Linked DNA regions of Mus musculus: regions 1 and 2 are each linked to region 3. Evidence: chromatin contacts called from public promoter capture Hi-C data. All regions are on one chromosome and are shown on one strand. The core of a region is the stretch at or near the end of the contact, and the rest is flanking DNA. Distances in the headings are between cores, read along the strand shown.

Region 1 (3,084 bases), core at 553-3,052, 410 kb after region 3:
ATGGCTTTTGAAATCAAATTGCTCCCTCAAAGAAGGAGCTATTTTTGTTCCCGCTAGTCTTGTGTGGAAGTATTTACCCCCCTATAACTGTCTCTTTGTTGAGTACTGCAATAAAACAAAATTGCTAATATGATAGACGAATAACTAAGCTACTTCTTTCTATGTATTTCTTTATAGCCGTTGAGGCCGTGGATTCTGCTTGCTGTATACTTTTTATGGGAATTAGTTGTTCCTATAGTTTGTAGGTGTTCTTTACACATGTATACATTTTGCAAAGAATGAGCTTTTTAAAAAATTTAAGTGTGTGTGTATGTCTATGTATGTGTGTATGCATATATATATGTCTGTTTCTGAGTATGTGTCTATATGAAGGTATTTCATTTGGATGCAGGTGCCCTTGCAGTAAGGAAAGGTTATCAGATCCCCCTGTAGCTGGAGCTACAGGTAGTTAAGAGTCACTTAACGTGTATGCTGGGAACTAAACTCAGGTCTCTGCCAAAGAGGCCTGGGTTCTTAACCTCTGAGCCACCTCCCCCAGGTCAGAATGAGCCTTTATAACTTTCATGCTATTCCTGATAGTTTCCATCTTACGTGCTCTGTCAATCACACACACGGCTCCTCTCTGCCCTGATGGTTGCATTTATCACTTCTCCCACCACATTTTTAAAGGGCTAGATGACTTAGAAAGATGGCCCCTTAGGCATGGCAGTTACAGAGCTTTAGTCACCAACCCAGCTCACCTCACGCTCACTAAAGATGCTGAGGACCAAGCCCAGAGTCTCACACTTTCTAGGAAACGGCTCTATCATGGAACCACACATCCAAACCCTCTTTTGTATGCTTCAGACTATGCTCAAAACAAAATACACCATACCGTGATCCAATATATTCATATGGAGATACATGTATATACATAGTTAATAAACATTCATGTCTATAATAGAAGTCTTTGTTTTATAGAACCATACTCTCCTTAATACTTGCCTTTTGCATTGATTTTTTTTCTTCTAAGGCTAGTTGATAACAACTAAATTGGGTCCACAAATCATTTCTAAGGCCACAGTTGAAAAAGCATCCTAATAATTTACTTAAAGCTGCTGAGGATCCAAAAAAGGGACACTAGTCCACACTTTCCCCCTAGAAATATGGTTATTCAAGACTAAGTGGTAGGGTTGCTCAGTGGTTAAGAGCACTGGCTATTCTTCCAGAGGATTTGGGTTCAACACCCAGCACCCACATGGCAGCTCACAACGGTCTGTAACTCCAGTTCCAGAGGACCTGGCACCTTCTTACAGACATAAATGCAGGCAAACACCAATGCACATGAAAACCCTTAAAAAGAGAAAGACTCAGATAGAAGGATATTGTTATTCTCGTTTGACAGCTAAGAAAACCCAGCCTGGAACACTAAGAGATCTTCACACCCGGGGCTGCAAATGCCACTCTGTTTAGTAAAAGCACTTTCCCTTCAAGCAGAAGGCTCTGAGTTCCATCTTCAGAGCCCAAGTGATGGCACCCGCTTGTCTTCTCGGCACCGGGAAGACAGAGGTCTGCAGATCTCTGGGGCTGGCTGCCTCGCCCATCTTGCTAGCCTGCTAGGCAAACCCTTGGCCAATGAATGATCCTATCTGAAGAAAACCCAAAAGGTGGGAGAAACCTGAAGGAGGATACACGTGCATGCATCAGCACACACATGAACACGTGTGCACACACCTGTACACACATACACACATAATAAGGAAAGCTGAGAGGAACAGGAGAGCAGAGAACGCTACTCCAGACAAAACTCATGTCCTGTCAATGAGCGGAGGCACAATGGCCTGCTGCCCTGGGCTTCAAAGGGTCCAGGCTCCTCAAGGAGAATCTCTCAGAACCTGGGTTTCCCTGGCCACTCACTTCAAACCTCTTTCTCTTGGCTTTGATGTTTTATTATCTCCGGGGAAGCTGGACACTCAGCTTGCTCTATGAGAAGTGGATGGTGGCTTGGTTTTTATACGGACAAGGGCACGATAGAACTGGCAGGAAGTCTTCAAAATAACTCCGCCAGCAACTCACTTAATAACATCATAACCAGGAAGTCCTCTCTGAGATCTAATCTACATCCATATGGCAGCAACTTATAAATAGACTTTAATTTCCCACCCCGTACCCAGAGTGCCGGATGCCCAAGGACAATGTAAAACAGTAATTGAGTGCATCCCAAACACAGCCAGGAGGGGAATTGGCTAATTTGCATGTGAACCATTGTAATGCTCAGAAAAAGGCTCACACGTTAAAAAGACTCTACTTTAAAAAAAAAAAAAAAAGTCCCATAATTAAACTCCTGCTAAGAGTAGTTGCAAATACTCAATAATTCTTATTCAAAGAAGAAAGCCAAGGTACTTTTATTCCTTTTATTGTTAGAGAGATATGTACGTTGCTCCTTATCTAAAGACTTGAGGCTCAGAACTCCCGCTGGGGCAAATTAGGAACAATACTGAGCGTTCAATTTCTCTATAGCAGAGAAAAAGGTTCCAGGAGTCCCAGGTGTCCGTTGGAGGTGGGAGGGCCGGGAGGGGGGGGGTGGGGGTGGGGGGGTTCATGGTTGCCTATTAACTCTCTCACCTCCCCTAGATAGCCAGGTGACAGCTGCAGTGTGGTCTCTTTGAAGTGTCATTCCGGGGCGGCACTTCAGAGGGCACAGGCCTCTAAGGCAGGTATGTTTGCTGGACACACCTGGTTCCTGCCAAGTACAAAGCCACAGATGGAAGGCAGGAATCGGCTAAGCCAGTGGTTCTCAACCTTTCTGATGCCACGACCCTTTAATACAGTTCCTCCTGCTGCTCCGAGTGACCCCGGCCATAAAATTATTTCACTGCTACTTCACAACCGTAATTCCGCTACTGTTATGAATCATAATGCAAATATTTGGGAAGATAGAGGTTTGCCAAAGGGGTCCCAACCCACAGATTGAGAACCGCTGGCCTATGCCAAGGGGCCCTTTAATGAAGTGTGACCAAATTCAAGGACTCATCCCTTCAAGGAGACAGGGTGAGCTCAGAGATTAACTAAGCTTGTCAAAATATGTTCCTTTTGAAGATAAAA
Region 2 (3,522 bases), core at 1,004-3,503, 430 kb after region 3:
TTGGGCATAGCCTATCTGTCAAATCTTTCTCTGATTCGTCACTTTGTCTGCCACTCAATTAGACAAATCACTTTCAAACATGGGTGCTTCCTTCTACAAACAACTTTACCTTCATTGTTTGGGATTAAAGGTGTGTGCTGTATTCCAGGTATGCTGTAAGGGTATGTCTGTATTCCAGCCATGCTGTGAGGGTGTGTCTGTATTCCAGGTATGCTGTAAGGGTATGTCTGTATTCCAGCCATGCTGTAAGGGTGTGTCTGTATTCCAGGTATGCTGTAAGGGTATGTCTGTATTCCAGCCAGAGTAGCCATGTAGCTGGGTTAAAATCCCTCTACACTACAGTGTTTCTCTAATAAGCACAAAGCCCTGAGCTCCATCCTCAACACTGCATAAACTGGGCATGGTGGCACACACCTGCAACACGTACTCGGGAGGTAGAGGCAGGAGGATTAGAAGTTCAAGGTCACCTTCTGCTACATATTGAGTTCGGGACAACTGGGATACATGAGACCCTGGCTCAAAAAAAAAAAAATGTTTCTAAGTAACTATTACCTATTTATTTCTTCTCAGACACCAGGTTTCCTGCTAAGTTGTTGTTGTTTTTTTTTAATAGGCATCAGTTCTTCTAATCTCACAGTAATCATATTAGAGAAATAATATTTTGATATTGCTCCTAATAGATGAACAATCATGAGTTAGCTTATATAACTTGCCACGAATCAGGCTAATTAGTGAAGAAACCAGAATTGAAGCCAGGGCTATTCACCTTCAAATTCCAAGCTTTTAACTACACACTGTGGGCCCCAGGGACTGGGTGCAGATCTGGCAGCCATGGGCTTGTATATTTGTTGTCACATCAATTCCTGTCCCTCTTCCTTGTGTCTGAGTACATAATAATCGTAGTAGACTGCAGATGGGAAAAATACAGAAGTCTTGTTCCCATGTGTCATCTCTACATCTTTTTATTTCTTTCCCTTGTATAAGAAAGAAGGGAAGCTACAGCAACAAACATTCTAGCAGCTTCTAGCCTATTTCCTTGCTCCCCGATATGGGAAATGTGACCTTTGAGAACAGATTGACTTTTCAAGCTTGACCAGTAAAAGCTCCAACCGAAACACCTCATCAAGCACACATTGAGAGGGGCCAATTGAATTCTGGGCCTCACTTACAATTCATCTTCTGACCTTCTGTTGTGAACTGTAGTCAAGACGATCATCCCATCTTCCGCCAGAATTTTAACAAACAATCCTCACAGTGGCCCCTTAAAGGCATTAGGGTTGTGACAATCACCCTAGCATTCCCAAGCATAAGCGCATGCTCCGCATCAGCGCATGCTCCTTAGAGCATGACGCTGTGCGGAACCTTTGGCGTTTCGGGATGCCTTGTATTCACATCTGAGCAGCTAAGGCTGGGCACTGCACATCTTTGCAAGGAGATTTACCCATATCACACATCAGAAAAGGGCCAATCACTGAGACATCAGGAAATAAAGAGTAGAGCTGGCCCTTCACCAGGCACTCAGGGGTGGGGGGTGGGGTGGGGAACATGCTAAAGAAATCCATAGTGATAGGCATAAAGAAGAGGCTACTGTCTGACCCAGAATTATGACAGAACCTGCACCAAGTGACTTGAACCCTATAGGCCTCTTACAACATCCGATTGCTGGATCACGTGATCTCATTCCAAACCAACACCAATGGGAAAGTCCTGAAGAACATTTGGTAATCTCGACCAAAACACTAATGGTGTCTCACTCCACCGGAGGTCACAGACAACACAGACAGGCGCCACAACTTGTCCCAACTAGGATTCATTATTAGGAATGTATACAATCGCTTCCTGCATGAAATCAAAAACCCACCAAGAGCGAACAGCAACCCATTCTGAGCTTTGGCAATAAGAGTCAGGCTAAAATGCAGAACAAATTTCATCATAGAACAAATCGTAAGAAATGAAGTGGGTGGAGCAATAAGGGAAGTAGCTCAGCAAGAGATGACCAAGGAGCGGAACAGCCCACATGGAACCTACAGAGGAACGGGAGGCAAGAACACAGAAGCCGACAGGAAATGAATTCAAGAAGGAAACTGTGGGAGAATTCGAAAGTGCCTTGAGGAGAAGCCAGGCTGCAGTGGGCGGCACAGATGCTAACATCCTGCCAGCTGAACTCCTGAGTGGAAGAACTAAGAGTCTGTTCAAACCCTGAGGAAAGGCTCAGCTCCTGGGCCTGGCAGGCTATGCTGAGCAGCCTCAGGCAGGATAGGCTTCACTGACATCACAGTCCCAAGCCAATGGCGGCCATTGTGCACGGTAACACAAGGATAAGTATTTATTTCAGTCCTCTGTGGGAGGGCTGCATTTTCTTCTGAGGTCATCTGGAGCAAATGTAGCTCCCACAGGGGCCTCGTTTTATGAGGCCCAGCTTAACCTGGCCACACCATGCTAGACTAACAAAGGGGAATTGGAGAGGTGGCAACAGAGTGACTCAGCCAGCCTTAACCCTTGAGAGCCTGGAGAGAAATATCCAGCTCAGCTCTTCTACACATTGAGGGCTCTGGGGGACCTGTCTGCCTTCAAAGAAGAGATCAACAATTGCAGACAACTGCCTGTCATTGTCGCCTAGAATAGCCCCAGTCCTCGGTCCTTTTTATCCAGTGCTGGATAAAAAACCTTACTTTCTCTAGTCTTAACTGCCATTCCTCAACCTTTCTACCATCTCCTTTTCTGCTCTGATACAATGATGCAATTCTTGGTTTTTCTACTTGGGAAACACACACACACAAACATAAATCCCAACTTAATGTTTCCAGTTAGCTATTAAATGCCTCTGACTTGTGTCAAATGTAACAACCTATGCCTCCTCCCTTACTCTCCCACCACTACCAAATAAAAAGCAATGCCCCACTCCCCCACTTCATTGAACGGCAATTCCACCTTCTCCAAACTCAACTCTGTTTAATGGCACACACCCAGCCCTCCAGAAAATGCCTTGGGTGTCCATTTAGACCATACCTTGACCATCATATCTTAGCCCCCCACCATCCATCTCTCTTGTAAATGAATGGTTGCAATAACCTCCCACCTGATCTTCCTGCTTCCGTGCCTGTCGTCCTTCATACAAAACAGCAGACTTACCGGTGCTTCCAAACTTCAAAACACTTTCAGCTCAAACTCTCCAGGAATGTCAGCTGGAGAAAAAAAAAAAAATGAAAGGTCCTTTTTTAAGTTTTATATGTCTGTGCATGTGCCCCAGCATACATGTAGAGGTCATGAGGTAACCTGCCAGAATTAGCTCTTTCTTTCTATCACATGGGTTGTAAGGATCGAACCCAGGTCATTGGACTTGGTGGGAAGCATCTTTATTTAACCATTGAGTGGTCCCACTGGTCCTCACGTTCTTACAGTGGCCTAAAACCCCCTCCACATTCACTCCACCCCTGTAGACCTCTCCTGCCTCATCTCTTTCCACCTCCTGCGTCCTACCTCTGGTTCAGCCACTCTCCTCCCTTCAATCCCCTAACTCCC
Region 3 (3,504 bases), core at 151-2,650:
CACAACAACAACAAAAAAAATCACTGTAAATTTAGATCGATGAGCAATCTCAACTATTAGAGTTGTGCTGGCCCAGTTTCCCCTCCATGGTTGACTATACCCTCACGCTTTGAACGTAAACAAACCTTTCCTAAAACAGAAAAAAACCTGGCACAGCTCCTTCCGGTAGCATTAGCATAACTTGAAGATACCCTGCAATTGAGTTTCCAATCCTAAATTCCTACAGAGACCCTGAGGCATTACCAGAAGACATGCACAAAGGTGCTTACAAGAGCAAGCTGAAGGCAGAGCTCAAATGTCCGCCAACGACGGAATTTAAATATTACACAGCATCGTAAAGAATCAGAAGCTAAAGACACAGACAACATACATAGAGTACACAGCTCCATTCATTCTCCTATGATTCAAAAGGAGACAAAAATCGAAGCGTTTTGTTAAAAATCATAATAGCTGTAGATAGGTGACAGAAAGCTCGAACGAATTACTCCGGGTACCAGAAAGGAAGCTATATAGCATCTGTGATTGGCACATGGATAACTTGAGGAAGATGGTCTACTCATCCTGTCAATTCCTCAAGCGTTGGTTTGAAGCTTTTACCGGTGTCTATAGTCCCTGCCGTATTTTACGTACTTAGTTTTTAAAAGAAAAAAATTTTTCTTTTTAAATTGAAGGTAGGTAAAAACCAAACTCTCATCAAAACGGAAAGAAGCAATCAAACTAGAGCAGCCAAAAATCAAACTAGGGGTTAGAGCTAAAGACTGAGAGCTGTGTCATTTAGCAACTTAATAATCAGATAAAAGTTCTGACAAAACTTCCCATTGAGCTCCGTCCCCACCTTTCCCCGTCCGCCTCCCTCATCACCATCGGCGCTCGCAGGACACGAAGATTCTCCCACCTGATCCTGATCCGCATCCTCTCAACCTCCCCTCCCCAAAGCTCAAGGCAGAACTGCCGCGCCTTCCACAATCTCTGAGTCCTCACACTTTTACCGGGGACAGAAGGCGCATCGGGTACACTTGCCAGGGACGGTCGCTGGCAAAAACACTGCGTTAGCTGCACGTGGCCGGCGCAGCCATCAACACCCGCAACCCTCGGCTACCCCGGCTACCGCAGGCACTGCACAGCCTAAAAGAGGCTCAACCCAAGTGCGCGGCCAAAGAAAGAGACAAAGATGCTTCGAGATCCGCCAGCTCCGGGCTTCGGGTCTCGCACTGCCTCACCTTGGGTCTCACGCTTCTGTTTCTGCGGCTGAGAGTCACGTTTTTGAGCTTCTTTGGCAGGCGCCTCCGCAGAAGTTGCCATCGCAAAACTGCTTCCGGCGGCCCCGGAAGTGGAACTGTTCTTTAAGATCCCGCCGGCTACAATGTGTAAAAGGCAAAACGAGTTCCGGATAATCCCTATGAGACCTGCGTGGTCTCTGCTCTGACGAACAGGAAGCCGATGGGGCGGGGACGGGGGGGAGCGTGACACTTCCTTCCCAGGATGCATTGCAACCTCGGTGTTGCACGCTGGGAATGGTAGTTTTCTTGTATCAAGCTCTAAATTGTAGCTACTTGTATAGCCCTGTGGGAACTTCTTTTTTGAGAGGGGAAGGGAAGGAAAGGGAGAGAAAGGGAGCGAAGGAGAGGAGAGAGAAGAGAGGTGGGTGAGGGTGAGGGAGAGAAGGGAGGGGAAATTATTAAAATTCTTATTTGAGGGGGATTAGAAATCTAATGAAAATGGCGAATTGTATCAAAAATCTACCCAAACTTTGCTACCACTCTTTAGCCCATTTGAAAACCTACCATGAGTTTTGCATTTTAAATCTCTCAACTTCCAGATTGGTTTTAAAAGACTTTTCTGTTCTATTTTTATTTATTTGTTTGCTTGCTTGTTTTGTTTATTTTGGGTTTATGAATCGAGGCCACTGTGTATCCTTCACTAGCCTGGAACATGCTATGTAGACCTGGCTGGCCTCAACGTCATAGTGATCTTCCTGCTTATGACTCCAGAATCTGGGATTAAAGGTGTGTACCACCACACCGGTCTTCAGCATTCAAATGTTTGGGGTTTTTTGGTGGGGGCTGGAGGGAGCTATTACCAAAACTTTATTGTTTATTATTCTTACATCATAGCTTTAAAAGGCTTAGAATATAGTCAGTAAAAACAGCAAAAAAATATTAGCACAAAAATATATTCACTAAATTAGATGCTAAGATGTGAAGAGATGTAACCAGGGTCTGAAAACACACTAGGACCTCTCCTTCTGGACCATGCTCTCCCCAACCTCCAGGAAATATTTAATAAGCACATGGGTCAATAAGCCAGATAAAGGAAAGAGGAGTACCCGCATATGCCTAGTAAAACTGAGAACAATACTTCAGGTGCTTAGATCGGTGGTTTTCAACCTGTGGATTGTGACTCCTTAGAGGGTCAAACTACCTTTCACAGGGGTCGTCTAAGACCATCAGAACGCACATGTATATAGACATTATAATTCATAACAGTAGCAAAGTTGGACGTAATAACGAAATGATTTTGTGGTTCAGGGATCACAGAAACATGCAGAACTATACTGAAGAGTTGCAGCATTAGGAAGGTTGGTAACCACTGGATTCGACTATGTTTTGAACAAATTTTAAGGGAAATTCTCTGTATGCAAACTGATGCCTCATAATGGTGCACCCATTCCAGTCTCTTTGAGAATCAAATGTAGTTAGTATTATGTTTGAATGGTTATGAGCTTCGAGCTTCTTTCAAAGAGTGCTTTTCACACATGGGTGTGTGGGTCTGGGTTCCTTTCACTGGAAAGAGGCTGTTGGCCTCACTTCAACTTCTTCCAAGCCCTTGTTATTTTTTTTAAGTTGACAGCATAATAGTATTTCAATAAATACTAAAAAGTCTTCTAAAATCAAGATGAGAAGATGGGAAATTCAACACAACTATCAGGTTGGGGGGCACCCACATGTTCTGAATAAATTTCATCTAGATTTTAATGAGTCTGTTACTCATTGATCATAAAGTATTTAAATCAATAATTTAAAAGGGAAGAGGCTATGGGACTTTATTGTAATTTGTTGTGCTGTGTTCGGTTGATATCCCTGGGAGGCTTTTCATTTGTTTGTTTTAAGAGAAACAGAGGAGGAGTGGATCTGGGGAAGAAGAGAGAGGGGACTAGGAGGGGTGGAGGTAGGGGAAACTGGTTGGAATATAATGTATGTAAAGAATGAAAATAAAAGGTAAAATGCTCTGCTGACTACAGTAGTCAACAGTCCCAGTACTTGACAGGTTGAGGCAGGAGGAGTGCCTCAAATCTGAGGCCAACCTGATCTACATAATGACCTTCAGCTCAGCCTGTTTCAAAAACACCAAACAAGCACTCATAGGAAGCCAATGTCTTAAGAAATCACTTAACAAAATTAAAGGATATAAAATCTGAGAAAATATTTGCAACACACTGATTTGACTAGTACTACTGGTTTGAAAAGGAAAACAGGCCGGGCAGTGGTGGCGCATGCCTTAAAT

The links. Promoter capture Hi-C pulls out the DNA fragments that hold promoters and counts their contacts.
Region 1: a promoter capture Hi-C map of the HPC-7 cell line shows a contact between it and region 3. The contact joins the enhancer-like site here to the promoter of Krr1 in region 3. A contact is called at or near these places in 4 of 39 promoter capture datasets (the HPC-7 cell line, cranial neural crest, embryonic stem cells and 1 more), 1 of 15 datasets of contacts at CTCF or cohesin (the NIH/3T3 cell line), 8 of 115 datasets of contacts at active chromatin or transcription factors (bone marrow-derived macrophages, embryonic stem cells, microglia and 2 more) and 1 of 9 other capture datasets (adipose tissue).
Region 2: a contact with region 3 is called in a promoter capture Hi-C map of embryonic stem cells. The contact joins the enhancer-like site here to the promoter of Krr1 in region 3. A contact is called at or near these places in 5 of 39 promoter capture datasets (the HPC-7 cell line, cranial neural crest, embryonic stem cells and 2 more), 1 of 484 Hi-C or Micro-C datasets (bone marrow-derived macrophages), 13 of 115 datasets of contacts at active chromatin or transcription factors (bone marrow-derived macrophages, embryonic basal ganglia, embryonic forebrain and 6 more) and 2 of 9 other capture datasets (embryonic stem cells and liver).

Annotation. Positions count from the first base shown.
Region 1 is chr10:111,559,104-111,562,187 of GRCm38.p6, reverse strand. No RefSeq gene overlaps it. Among named protein-coding and RNA genes, the nearest start is that of Gm30193, 13 kb to the left of the region's middle. Within about 2 kb of position 1,802, at least 29 of the 459 cell types and tissues checked have an H3K27ac peak or open chromatin away from gene starts, as enhancers often do. A contact at or near this core is called in the HPC-7 cell line, where this site is marked.
Region 2 is chr10:111,538,697-111,542,218 of GRCm38.p6, reverse strand. No RefSeq gene overlaps it. Among named protein-coding and RNA genes, the nearest start is that of Gm30193, 33 kb to the left of the region's middle. Within about 2 kb of position 2,253, at least 212 of the 459 cell types and tissues checked have an H3K27ac peak or open chromatin away from gene starts, as enhancers often do. A contact at or near this core is called in the HPC-7 cell line, bone marrow-derived macrophages, embryonic stem cells and 4 more, where this site is marked.
Region 3 is chr10:111,970,591-111,974,094 of GRCm38.p6, reverse strand. Krr1 (KRR1, small subunit (SSU) processome component, homolog (yeast)) reads right to left here and starts at 1,400. Exons shown (of 10, transcript NM_178610.4): 1 at 1,221-1,400. The coding sequence starts at 1,302.